Regions from separate parts of the Sus scrofa genome. Here region 2 is linked to region 1. Evidence: chromatin contacts called from public HiChIP or PLAC-seq data. All regions are on one chromosome and are shown on one strand. The core of a region is the stretch at or near the end of the contact, and the rest is flanking DNA. Distances in the headings are between cores, read along the strand shown.

Evidence for each region. HiChIP or PLAC-seq counts read pairs in DNA pulled down with a chosen protein or histone mark.
Region 2: an H3K27ac HiChIP or PLAC-seq map of skeletal muscle shows a contact between it and region 1, with 8 times the contacts expected there. The contact joins two enhancer-like sites. A contact is called at or near these places in 7 of 47 Hi-C or Micro-C datasets (embryonic fibroblasts, epiblast stem cells, fetal skeletal muscle and 3 more) and 1 of 2 datasets of contacts at active chromatin or transcription factors (skeletal muscle).

Annotation. Positions count from the first base shown.
Region 1 is chr2:102,264,385-102,271,033 of Sscrofa11.1, forward strand. The region is part of intron 3 of SPATA9 (spermatogenesis associated 9); the gene reads right to left. Among named protein-coding and RNA genes, the nearest start is that of SPATA9, 20 kb to the right of the region's middle. Within about 2 kb of position 3,312, at least 31 of the 83 cell types and tissues checked have an H3K27ac peak or open chromatin away from gene starts, as enhancers often do. A contact at or near this core is called in skeletal muscle, where this site is marked.
Region 2 is chr2:102,956,373-102,963,021 of Sscrofa11.1, forward strand. The region is part of intron 6 of LOC106508433 (a long non-coding RNA gene); the gene reads left to right. Among named protein-coding and RNA genes, the nearest start is that of PCSK1, 91 kb to the right of the region's middle. Within about 2 kb of position 2,504, at least 14 of the 83 cell types and tissues checked have an H3K27ac peak or open chromatin away from gene starts, as enhancers often do. A contact at or near this core is called in skeletal muscle, where this site is marked.

The DNA.
Region 1 (6,649 bases), core at 2,062-4,561:
AGGCCTACACCAGAGCCACAGCAACTCGGGATCCCAGTTGCGTCTGCGACCCATACCACAGCTCACAGCAACACCAGACCCTTAACCCACTGAGCAAGGCCAGGGATCAAACCCGCAACCTCATGGTTCCTAGTTGGATTTGTTAACCACTGAGCCATGATGGGAACTCCTAAACTCACCTACTTTAGACCAGAGTTTTTACACGTTCTGAAAAATATATTGCTTTTCTCCTTTACAAAAAAATACTTCCTTTTGCTAATCAAAACCTATGACAAATCTATAAAAAATCTTGCGTTTCCAAAATCTAAATCACTTTAATTTTTTACATTTACCAGGTGTGCTCACTAGAGGGTGCTACTGCATATACTAGAAAAACAATCTCTTTGTTCAAATCCATGCAGGCATCCTTTACTAAATTATTCACCTCTTCAACTGAGCAAACAGCAATCAAAATACTGAGCATTTCCTGCAGATTAATGACCTGCTTGGAAATGTTAATCATGAGACTGCTGAAGGCCAGCATTAATCTCAGATGATCATAAGCATTCAGGAAATGCTCTGTGCTCATATCCAGCATGCATTTAGAAATGTAGAGGTTTACACCAATATAGACTGTCTCTCAGATGTTTCTAGCTTTTAGAAGGTGTCCCTATCTCAACATAACAGTATAATATATTCAGCTTAAAGGGATACTGTAATATATATTCTTGTATATTATCAAATATATATTCATATCTATATTTAAGGAAACACTATAACATATTCAGATGAAGGGAACCATACTCTTATAGGCTACCTCTGTTGCTTTGAGCTATAAGGATACGAAATGAGGACATTAGGAAAAAAATTCCCTTCCCATTCAGCAGTGAAGTGGCAGTTAGCCATGCTCCCCTCAAGGGCCAATCCACTCAGAGGTTTCAGTAACTCCCAAAAGGTTCCAGCTGTAGCTAACAAAATCATGTAAATGCACACCAATTAGAAAAAACAGAATGTATGTGTTCATTAAAAGCTACACATAACATTGAAAAACTGAAATAGTGATAGCGGAATGGCTAAGCAAATTATGCTATATCCACCCAATGGTATGCTACAGCATTTTAAAGAGTGCTTCTGAAGAATGTGTGATAATATTTTACTGAGCAGGCATTTATGTGGCACTGTGTACCAAGATTTGTTCTAAGTGCTTGTTGCTGTAGCATACTGAGTTTTTGCTTACTGCTGTCACTACTGAATGAAGAACAAAATTGCCTATCCAAATTTCCCTTCTTCACTTTTAAGTGATTTCCAGAATGTTGAAGCCAAGAATACTATCTAGCCTAGTGGCTAAGAGATGGTGGGGTGAGGAAGAGGGGCGGGGAGGGGAGTTTCCCTTCTTATTCCCCACCTTTCAGGCCATATACAAAGGTATAGGTAGGGGTAGTTTTAGCCCACTCTCTCCATAAGTCAGCCTGGAAATGTTCCCAGAGTTCCTGGCCTCTGGAAAGAGTTTCCAGGAAATGAAGCAGCTGCTGTTCTTTTCCTCTTGTTGAAAGAATCGAAAGGACAGCATGCCTTTGAATCCCGCTAACAGGCTATAAGGAGACAAACATACAAGTGGGGAGCAGGCTTTCGAAAGGAAAGCAGATACACTCCAACAAAATCTCCCAGCAAAGTCAAAGATTCATGAGTTGCTGAATACATGAACATAAGTGGGAGGTCAGTATTTGATAAACGGTAAGCCATATACAATAAAAAAAAAAAATTGGTATATGCAAGCAGGAGAAATTACTCTTTCTGTTTTACTACATCTTTTTTAGATTTTTGTCCTTCACCTAAAAGTAATTAAATTGATTAGTTTCAAAATAGATATGTATTTGATATGTTATGCTTCTGAATGGTGAATCTGTATATTGCCTAAGGGTTACTTTTATACCATTTTAATGCTTTTAAAAAATACTTGCTATTCCTGTAAAAAAAACCACCCCTGAAGAAAATACATTTGCTCCAAAATTTATGTGGCTACTACTGGCTAAGTAGCCATTTTTCCATTTTATGACTCACTTTTAATACATGTTTTTCATATTATAAACCACAGTGTTTCATTCTTGGCTTGCTACAGGAACTGTATATGTTAAAAAGTGAGGTAAATTTGGTAAATGGGAGGCTTTGTCTAGATTGTTTTGGCCTATTTCACAAATTTAATCTTAAGCTGTTGTTACAAGAATTTTACATTATTTGCATTTTCAAGTTAAAAGTATTTTGATATCAATAGTATACCCATATATTCCTTTTTTGTAGTTGGTAATATTAACAAATAAGGTTATGTGGGTATTTCAACAGTAAAAGCGTTTCAATCTTTTAAGTTTCTCCCAAATAATGTTATGTTCCACTTCCCCCACATAATTTTGACTGCCTTGTCTCATAAAAGAACTATCTATAGTCATCTTCGTTTCACTAACAAAGAAATAAATCACAAAAAAAGCAAACCATAAGCTGTTTAAAAAAATAGAGATCCACCTACAGATAACCTGAAGGTTGGAGAATTACCAGGTCCAACTTAATGTTGTCCAAAACCATCCTGACGAGGGACATCAAAGGATTTATAGGAGACACTCTGCGATTCACAAATAAGTGTTGGAAGAAGCACTGACTGCTTTTATAGATCCAGGAAAAAAAAAAAAAAAAGTGTATCCTATAAGTCTGGGAGAACTACACGATCATGTCTCGCCTAGCAAGCCACAATACTCATGAAAGACTCCTAACAGTTCAGAGTAATCCTGGGGAATACTGCTCTTGAATAAGTTCTTAATCAGGTTGTCTTATAAAAGTTCGAATGTCCAAACCTCTTGGCCAACCTGCAAAAGTATGTCTTCAAGATTCGCAGGGTTCTACTTTCTAGGAATTTTCCTTTTTTCCCAGATCTTGAATTATACCATTGATGGCAGCCCCATCAAGGAGCTACAGAATTTCCTGATACTTGTGAGGTTTACAGTTTAAACCCCACACTGGAGTCTACCTTGGAGCGCTAGGGGTTGAGGAAGAAACTTTACTTAGATAAGCCTCCGGCCTTCATCCTGAAACAGGAGAACACAAGTTCACTGGGATCCATTTAAGGCATAGGCAGTTTTAAGGCTAAGAGTTTTCTCTTCCTAGCTGTCTCTTTCCTATGCCATCCAGAGTGTCTGCACAAAGTAGAAACAGATATCTCTAATGCCATTATAAGGAAGAGTCTATCACAGGAAGAGCTCCGGGTCCTGTGGCCCTGTGTGGCCTGCCAAAGTCAACAACTATGTCTGGGAGCTGACGTGTCTTGGCTGAGGTCAGCATTCAAGTGGATTATCTAGGTCACTGCAGCCCAGAACAACTGCAAGCTTCACTAAGCCAGGCAGCTCATGAGGCTAAGCAGATGCAGCATTCTGTAAGTACTAGTGCTGGGGATACTGACAACCACCAGGAAAGTTTCAGTGTTCCCTTCCTAAGGCCACTTATAGAATGAGTGGGTATATCACAATAATCTCAGCTCTGCAGAATAGGGAAGGGTTTAAGGAGCGACCTGTTTTGGCACCCATATAGCCAGGCACAAACGAAATCTCTTTTAACAAGATAGACAGTTAAACAGGCCTGACCCCAACTGCCTGTGCTCATGTCACAAGCCACTGGAATCTCTTCAGGCTATTTGTATTGGTTGAGGCTCTGGGCAGTTCATATCCGGCACAATATCATTAAATATGCTAAAATAAACAGGACATGTTGTACAGCTGAGCATGCAACCAAAACAGCCTATTTAGATTGTCAAGGGAGCTCCTGCGGCAGCATCCATTCTCTAATTATCTTGAGAAAACCAAAACTGTATACATCATCCCAGACCACATCAAAGAACTGAAACACTATCTACTTATAGGTAGTGTCCTAATGATAATGCCCCTATATCCAAGTCCTTGAGGGAAATAATCTGCCTGACTGGCATCACCAGCTACATGGTATCCAGCAGAGTCTGAGTACAACCACTTAAGGTGTTCTAGATAGAAACACACCTTTCCATCATTCACTATCCTCAGATCAGTGATTAAGATAGAACACAAGATCTCCAACACGTACCTTCTATAGGTTAACTAGGCTGCTTACTTTCCTACATGAAGCAATGCTCTCCATGCATCCACAAAGCATATCCCCTGACACAGTAATTGCAGATTTCACTCCACACCACAAAATTCCATCCTGGCACAGGCAGCCTGACAAGTCTTAAAGGAATTCATGCTGGAATCCACTCTGGGTAAGGTGAACTCTGTGCTAAGCCACTTACCTCTCAGCACACTCTGGTATCAGAGATACATTCCATTCACAGACCAATCCACTGATGTCCATCACACCTCATCCATTACTCTGTTGTTTCTTTGATTCTCCAGGCCACTGTCTTCACTATTCATACTTATATTTCTGTCCTGAGACTTTAAGACTTGAGGTGTTGTTTTCTTCCTTGCTACAACTTAGGTTCCTCTCACATACTAACCAAGAGAAGCTTCTTCCTCACTCCTAACCCTCAAGGACGCCAGAGGCTCTGACCTGGGACTATTTCCACTTATCTCACTTCAACCATATGAAACTGCTTACATTTCCTAAACAACTCATGCTCTCTTACCTCAGTGTCTTAATATACACTGTTCTGTTCCTGGAATGATTCTCCTACTTCTTCACCTGGCTAATTTTCCTTTCCGTCAAGTCTCAGATCCAGTATCAGATTCTAGAAAGCCTACACTGCCAACTCTTAGGAATTGTATGCTCCTTGTTGATGCTTCCATAGTATACCTTGCACACTTTAATCACTATGCTCTGCTGACGAGGCTTATTTGCCTATCAACCTTACAGTCCACAGGACACCTATGACTCCCTAGCACCTACACTCATTATTTTAACAAGTCAAATTTTCAGTAAATATTTACTAAGTAAATGAAAAAGTAGAATTACACCTCATTTCCCCAAAGAAATTTAACCATCTTATAATTTGTAAAAGTATATTAAGAAGTAAAGTTGAAGGACATCTGGTTCCAGCAACATGGCAAAATGAGCTAGTGAAGAACCTTTCACATCAAAAAACAAACAAACAAAAAAAAAAAACTAGAGATTTCATATAAAATCAACCCCTGAAAATTTAATATAAAATTGAATTTATAAAACATGAAAAGAAGGAAGGAAGGAAAGAATCCACACACACCCCATATCAGGAACAAACTGGGAACTATAAGCCAAGCAGTAAGTGTGAACTAATGTCCCAGGAACTCTGGGGAGGTTACTAGACCCTGAAATAATGGCTGGGGGCTTGAATTCTAATAAAGAGACTGGATATGAGACCTGGATGTACAAGAGGTGAGGATCAGGCCTTTGCAGACTCCAAATTCAGTAAAAGGGGAACTAGAATAATTGCACCTACCAGTCCAGAAAGAAAGGAAGGAAGCTGGTCTCTACCAGGGACAGATACCTCTGGAGCAAAGGAACAGTTATACCACCAAGGCCAGAAGGTATTTCTATTTTTATTTTTATTTTTATTTATTTATTTATTTATTTATTTTGTCTTTTATCTTTATAGGGCAGCACCCGCGGCATATGGAGGTTCCCAAGCTAGGGGTCTAATCGGAGCTGTAGCCTCTGGCCTTCGCCAGAGCCACAGCAACGCGGCATCCGAGCTGTGTCTGCGACCTACACCACAGCTCACGGCCATGACAGATCCTTAACCCTGTGATCGAGGCCAGGGATCAAACCCGCAACTTCATCGTTCCTAGTCGGATTCGTTAACCACTGAGCCACGACAGGAACTCCGGTATTCCTATTTTTAAAAAATCCCTACTGAAAAAAACAACTTTCAATTAAAAACAAAACAAATGATCCACTATGAGGAGATACAATGTAGATGACAATAGTCAGGAAAATTATTTAGCATACTCTCAAAATCTCAAAGAGCAATCTTTAAAAAGATCATAAATATGTTTACAATAATTAGAGATTAAAAAAAAAACCTATAAAAGACACTTTGAAAAAAAGGTTGGAAATTTGGGGGAATACACCAAATAGAATGTCTAGAAATAATAATGTCTGAAATTTAAAATGCATTTAATAAATAAAAGCTCATACCAGATACAGCTGGAGAGACCTGGTTAACTGGAAGTGAATCAATGTATCAAAAAGAGATAAAGAAAAGGAGAGTTCCCTGGTGGCCCTAGCGTTGTCACTGCTATGGCTCAGGTTTGATCCCTGGCCCTGGAACTTCTGCACACCAGGGGCATGACCAAAAAAAGAAAAGGAAAATATGAGAAAGGTAAATGGACATAAAGAATAAAATGAGAAGGCCCAAAGTATGTTTTATAGGCATCCCAGAAGAGATTAAAGAAAATGAGAAAGAGGAAATACTGGAAGAAATAATGGCTAACAGTTTTCCAAAACTGAACAAATTATCCTCAGATTTAAGAATCATAGAGAATCCCAAGAAAATGTACCCATTCTGAAAAGCATTTTGACAAAAGCTAATAAAATGGAAGATGTGCACCCCTCATGACCAGCAATCCCTCTTATAGATGTATATCTGGAGAAATGTCTCATACTATGGACAAGGAGTCATTTACAAGAGTGTTCACTGAAGCACTGTTATGCAAAAAAATTAGAAACCAAATCATCCTTC
Region 2 (6,649 bases), core at 1,254-3,753, 690 kb after region 1:
GAAAGTTCCCAGGCTAGGGTCAAATCAGAGCTGCAGCTAGGGCCTATACACAGCCACAGCAACATGGGATCCAAGGCACATATGCAATCTACACCAAAGCTGATAGCAATGCCAGATCCTTAACCCTGAGCTAGGCCAGGGATCAAACCTGCATCCTCACAGAGAAAACGTCGGGTCCTTAACACTCTGAGCCACAATGGTTGTTAACAATAGTTTTTATCCAAATAAAAATTATGGATTCTTTACCCAGAAAAGTGAAATTATATATTTACCACATCTAAATTTGTTTTGAGAACTTTTAATGTTGCTCTTATAGAATCTGTGTATTTCAGGTTAGGATCCATGACTCAGCAGTCCCACCACTCTATTCACATGTGGGGAAACTGAGCACCAGGCAGATGCAGTGACTTTCCCCAGAAGAGAAACCTTTCCATCATAAATTGGAGAGACTCGAACTCAGTTCTACTTTCTCCACTTCTAGTTCTCTTCTTGTTCTTTGAGTGTCAGATTATATGCCTCCTTCTCCTTTCCAGTCTTGCATGCAGAACATCATAAAACCAAACCGTAGGAGAGTAGGTAGGAAAATTTGACAGAAGTGGAATTTTGTAGGATCTCTCACTTCTAAACCACACAACCGGGAGATGCAGGCAGGGACTACACCAAATATATTAATGGCCTTGGCTAACGTGTTGAAAATTTTCAGTTCTTTTAGCCAGGATATCAAATCATTCATGTTTTTATTTTTCAACTGGATCAATCAACTTGTGGTCTCTTGTAGCTTATTCTCCTTATTTATATATATGTGTGTGTATATATAAATATGTATATATATATATATACACATAATCACTAAATGGGTCTAACTCTTCTTGCTTTTATTTATCTTCTTCTGAAAGAAACTAGCTGAAATAAAGGTCAGAGTTTAAGGAAATTGTTTCATTGACAACATTAAATATTTACTAAATTTCAGCTTTTTCCCGGCACTGAACCAAGTTACTATCTCTGCCTGGTGGGTATGTAGATAAAAATGTCACCAAGGAAGGCTTTTCAATGCAGAGATTACTATGGATTAAATCCTCGTCTAACTGGTTTTGCTTTTACAGCCTTAACTGATGAAGAAATGACAAGGAAAGATGAGGGTATAACCATTCATGGACCAACATTTGTCTTATATCACAAATTGTGAAAATTAATGTGGCCTTCTTATTTGGCATTCAGCATGTCATTGGAAGAAGAAGGAACAGTCACTCCTCATACTTGGCTGTTTCTTTTGAAGGAGGCCTTTGTTTGGAACCAGAAGCCCTTCATGGCTTTCCTAATCACCAGCTCTGTGATGTAGAATAAAAGAGGCTCCAGAGAGTTCCCACTGGTGTGCTGTGGGTTAAGAAACCGACTATAGCAGCTCAGGTGGCTGTGGAGGTGTGCTTCCTATCCCCAGCCTGATGCAGTGGGTTAAAAAACTGGCATTGCTGCAGATATGGTGTAGGTTTCAGCTGCAGTTTGATTCAGTCCCTGGCCCTAAAACTTCCATATGCCTCAGGTGTGTCCATTAAAAACAAACAAACAAACAAACAAAAAAGAGTGAGAGATGTGATATGGGAAAATAAAATGTTCCTGTCTGGAAAGTTTAAACAAGAGAGCAATACAGATCCAGCCCCCCACCCCACCAAACAAAAACAAATCTCCAGGGTATCCACACAGGGCAGGAAAATTCACACCATTTATTATAACATGATGCTTCAAATCTTGCATTTCTCCATCACGGTTACGGTGAGGTTGCAGCTGACATTGCTCCTTGTTGGGAAGATCCTGGTCAGGGTTTCCCAGATGTGGGGCTGTTATATATCACTTTCATTATTTTTGTCAGGATAATTTTCTCTAAGTTGACTCCATATTTGTTTAAACTGGACTCAATTTTCCATCATAAACAGAAAACTAATATTCTTTGTTAGAACCAATGGGTGACTGCAAAAATAAACACATAACTATTAAAATGAAAATTCTTGTGCACCCTTAAAGTTATTTTGAAAAACAGAGCACTTTTGCCCTCCCTCGAGGTCCCCTGGTCTCGAACATCCTGGAGACTGAAGTGTAGGTCTCAGCTTGGGGATGGCAATGGTAGGGAACTCTAGGAATGACAGTGATGGAATGGTTTTATTTCTAGAAGAGCCTGTCCAGCCTGTTTTCTCCCTCCCCACCTAGCTTGGCCTCCAGGCTTGGGCCTCGTGTGTGCCGTCAGCTTCAGCTGCATGGTTCCTTTTTGGCCACCAGCTCTCACACTGTAGATTTCTGCTTTGGTCCTTGTTGTTTGGCCTTTCTCTCCTCAAGGACCTGGGGGCGTGGGGTGCCAATTTTATAGGGGAAGCCCCAGTCTTTTTATAGCTTCTCTCCCGGCCATTCCTTGATTCCATTAATATCCCATCAGCTAAGTACAGAGTGCAGCTCTCCCTCATCCTTCCTCAGTGTGAAGCGTGACCCAGTTAACGGGAGGTAGGAGCATAGGGTTCCCTGGCCTCTGTCAGTGCTTCCAGAGCTCAGCGTGCGCCGGAGTTAGAGTGACCTGGACAGTGTGTTCTTGGTGGGGATTTTCACACAGGGAGGCTTTTGCTGTTTTCTGCACAGTCAGAGGAGGAGCTGTGTGTTTGGAAAGGGAGCTTGGAAAAAGAAAAACCAGAATGAGCAGGCTTTTCCTGTTGATTTGGACTCCCTAGGTGTGTGGGCAAGTCCCAGCACCACTCAGAGACCTCAGTTCCCTCCTGTGTGAGGGGAGAGACTAAAGGAATGAAAGCCCGAGGGCCTTCTCAGTGCTGGGATTCTGCAGTCCCCTTCCTCCTTTCCTGAGCCAGAGCATCGGCCTTCTGCTGTCAGCTGGGGCCAGAAACTAGGCCCAAAGCTGAGGTGCCTTTGTCCTGCTGCTGGAGGGCAACTGTGGGAAGGAAGCTGGATGAACCTAGCTGCCCTCATCTTTGGGTGAAATGTGACATCAGGGCAACCTCTGTGCAGTGTAATAGCGGTAGGTGAGGGGTGCCGGCAGCACAGTCGTCAGCAGGGGATGCTGGATAGGGTGGCTGCTCTGATGATAGAATGAATGAGAGTAAACAGTCTGAAGCACTGTGATGCTGTGTGTTCTTAAATACCACCCTTAGCCTCTCTGAGTTTTACTTATTCTCATCTGCAAAATATATGTATGGAAGAGACACAGGAGAGCCTAGACCTGAAAGTTCAGCAGCTCTCTTCCAATATCAACATTCTTTGATTCCATGTTTCTAAAGACTCTATACTTAAAAATGGTATTATGGGAGTTCCCGTTGTGGCTCAGCAGTAACGAACCTGACTAATATCCACGAGGACACACGTTTGACCTCTGGCCTCGCTCAGTCGGTTAAGGATCTGGTGTTGCCGTGAATTGTGGTGTATGTAGGACGCAGATAAAGAAAAAAAAAAAAAAACTGATTTTATGTGTCTCAAACCCTCAACTCAACATCCATTCCATATTCTCCTCACTTTTAGCAAATTTTCTCTCTGCTTTGTCAAGAAGATAGTGGTGAACTGGGGATGAAGTTTCTCAGATGATGCTGAGGTGCAAGAAATACCATATGGCACTTTTTAAGAAATTTAAGTTCAAAATTCTCTCTCAAGAGCTGCGATGCTCAGTAGCAGTCATTGTTGGAGCTCCTTCCCTCTAGGGGCTGTCATGAATCCAGGGAGGATTGCTTAGCCCAGGAAATTTGGGAAGAGATCTGCCTTCTCTAAGCACTATCGTGGTCACAGTTTTTGTTTATTATCTGGGCCCAAATGGTCCATTGTAGGCTGGAAGCTCTATTTCCCCTACTCCACCCCTGGCCTGACTCAGGCAAGGTGGCCAGGTTGTCATGTCTTGGGAGCTCAGGACCCCTCACGACCATAAGCCACCTCTTCAGAGAGCCTGCCATCTTCACAGGACTGATTCAAGGAACTTCCTTGCTTTGAGGCACTTGTACATCCTGCTCCCACTGGCTCCTTTCTCCATTCCAGGAAGATCACCTCCAGGGCCTCACACTTACCTTCTTCAGCTTCAGTACCAGTTCTGCCTACTCTTATCTCAGCTATGGACCCGGTTACACAGTAGGGAGTTTAACGACCATGTGGAGAATCTCAGTTAAACACTTAAAGGAAAAGGCTGGGAAGGAGTCACCATCCTAGTATCCTAGAAGCTTGCTTTCAGCCCCAGGAGTACAAAAGTCATTTCAAGTGATTCAAGGCAAGACCAGGAAACACAACACAAAGGCCGACTTGTTCATTCGTTGGAAACTGCTACAATAATAAGAGCAATAAGTGATATCTTTATAATGGATTTTCCTGCTACAAAACAATTAAGCATGACCTTCCCGCATCTCTTGGCTCCTCCACATCCAGAAACTGAGTTGCACACCCCCCCCTCATGATCTTGCCTCAGTTTCATAAGACATGGTGCCCTCTTTTGTTCTGGGCCCACCCAGTTAGACTTGCCAAGACCAGGCGCCAAAGCTATTCTCCTTCTTGAAACATCATGCTTTCCTCTTGCAGGTGTGTGTTCCCTTCAAAGTATAAGCTTATTAGTTTCCCTCCCATTCATTAAAAAAGAAATCAGAGTTCTTGTTGTGGCTCAGCGGGTTAAGAATTCGACTGGTATCCATGAGGATGCAGGTTCAATCTCTGGCCTCACTCTGTGGGTTCAGGATCTGGCATTGCTGCAAGCCGTGGCATAGGTTGCAGCTGTAGCTCTGATTCGGACCCCCCCCCACCCCAGGCTGGGAAGTTCCATATGCCACAGGTGCCGCCCTAAAGATAAAAATAAAAAAAAAAAATAAAAAGGAAATCTATCTTTGGCTTCACATGCCCCAGAAAATGTCCCATGTCTTCTTTCCTCTTATCTAAACTTTTTAAAAAAGTAATCTGTGCTCACTGTGACCACTGGGTGTGCCATTCATTCACTCTGCACCCCTGCAGTCTGGCTTGTGCTCTTGTTGAGGCCACGAGTATCCTTCTAATTACAAAATCCAATGGACATTTTCCAATCTTTGTCTTGCTATACATTTGGGGGCATTTGGCAATGTTGATTATATGTACTACTGCCCTCCAAAGTAATAGTATATTTTCCAGTTTTCTCATTCGCTTCTGTTCCTTCTTAAAGGCAAGTTTTTCTCTCTCCACCCGTCACTTACATCCTTGTGTGCCCCAGGTGTCTGTGTTTACAGCACACTACTTCTCATTATGGAGACTCTTCTTGGGTGCATTTATCTACTCTCAGGAGTTCAACTACCACCTGTATGCTAATGACCCTCTAATTCAACCTGCTACTCAGATTTCTTCCCTAAGGTTTAGACTCACCAATTCCATTACCTGCCAGGTATCTTCAAGTGGGCGCTTATCAGATATTTCAGATTTGATTCCTCAAAAACTAAGCAGAACTTTCCTCCAAATTCACTCTCTTTGTGTCACCATCTCTCTACCCAGTGAACAGGGTTATAAAATATCAGCCCTGACCTTTCTCTCTGTCTCTTCATCCAGCTGATGCTGCACGTGGATGGTTTCCCCTCCTATGTGTTTCTCGAATCTGCCCTCTCCGCCCCAGTCCTATCATTGCTACCGTTCTCAGACACACCTCCTCTTCCAGGAAAGATACAGCCTCCTAACTGGCCTCCTGGTTTCTAGACTTGTTCTCAGTTCTGCTCTTTCCAGAGCTACCTAAATGGTCCCTATTAAACACAATTCTGACCCTGTTCCTCTCAGCCACGCCATTCCATGGTTCCTGGAATCTACACCAGCAAGTTCAACTTCCTTTCCTGGCACGCATGGCCCTCTGTGGCCATCTCTTGCCTAATTCTCAGGCCTTGGCTCCTACTACTTGGATTCCAGCAATACTCAACCAGCAGTAGTTCCCTGTACACACCGTGTTCTCCCTCTGTTCTTTGTTTCTGCTTTTAAGATTAAATATTTTACTTCGGAGTGTCAAGTTGGTATTCAAAGGGCCATTTCAAGTTCATTCGATATTCAATATTAGAGCCTCTGTTCTTGCAGAGGGAAGAAAGAAAAGGCTCATAGCTCCACCCCCATTTCTGCCCCTTTCTCCCCCACACAAAGAGGGTACTGGACCTGAGATGTTTGTGCATCCTGCCTGATTTAAAGTATTTATAAGCACATCAAATATTTTAGGTTTTCACTCCAGGTTGTTCTTCCAAGCCAAGGAGAATCTATTTGTTATGAAGAGTGTGCTGCCCTCTAGAGGTGGCGTTCAGGAAAGGAACATATCCTATCCATGTCACAGCGTTCTGCAGTTTCTCCTGTGAAAAAACTGTCATAGTAAGACCTTTATTCTTTCTGCTATTTGTCCAAAATATGCTTTACCAGATCTCTGAGGCACAATTTTTTAAATTTACTTCCATATTAGTGTTTGGGGAGAAAGCGCAGGATGTACCTCAAAGTGCACTCGATTTGGAGTTAGAAGATTCAAGTTCTAGTCCGGATTCTCTTACGAATGTCTGTGAACTTAGATCTCTCCTCTGTTAATCAAGGGGTGTGATACTCCATCCAGAAAACTGAGAATCATGTGAAAGAATGCTTTGGCAATAAAACTGGTAACAGGAGTATCAGTAAATATTTATTATACTCTAAGTATACACAAAATACC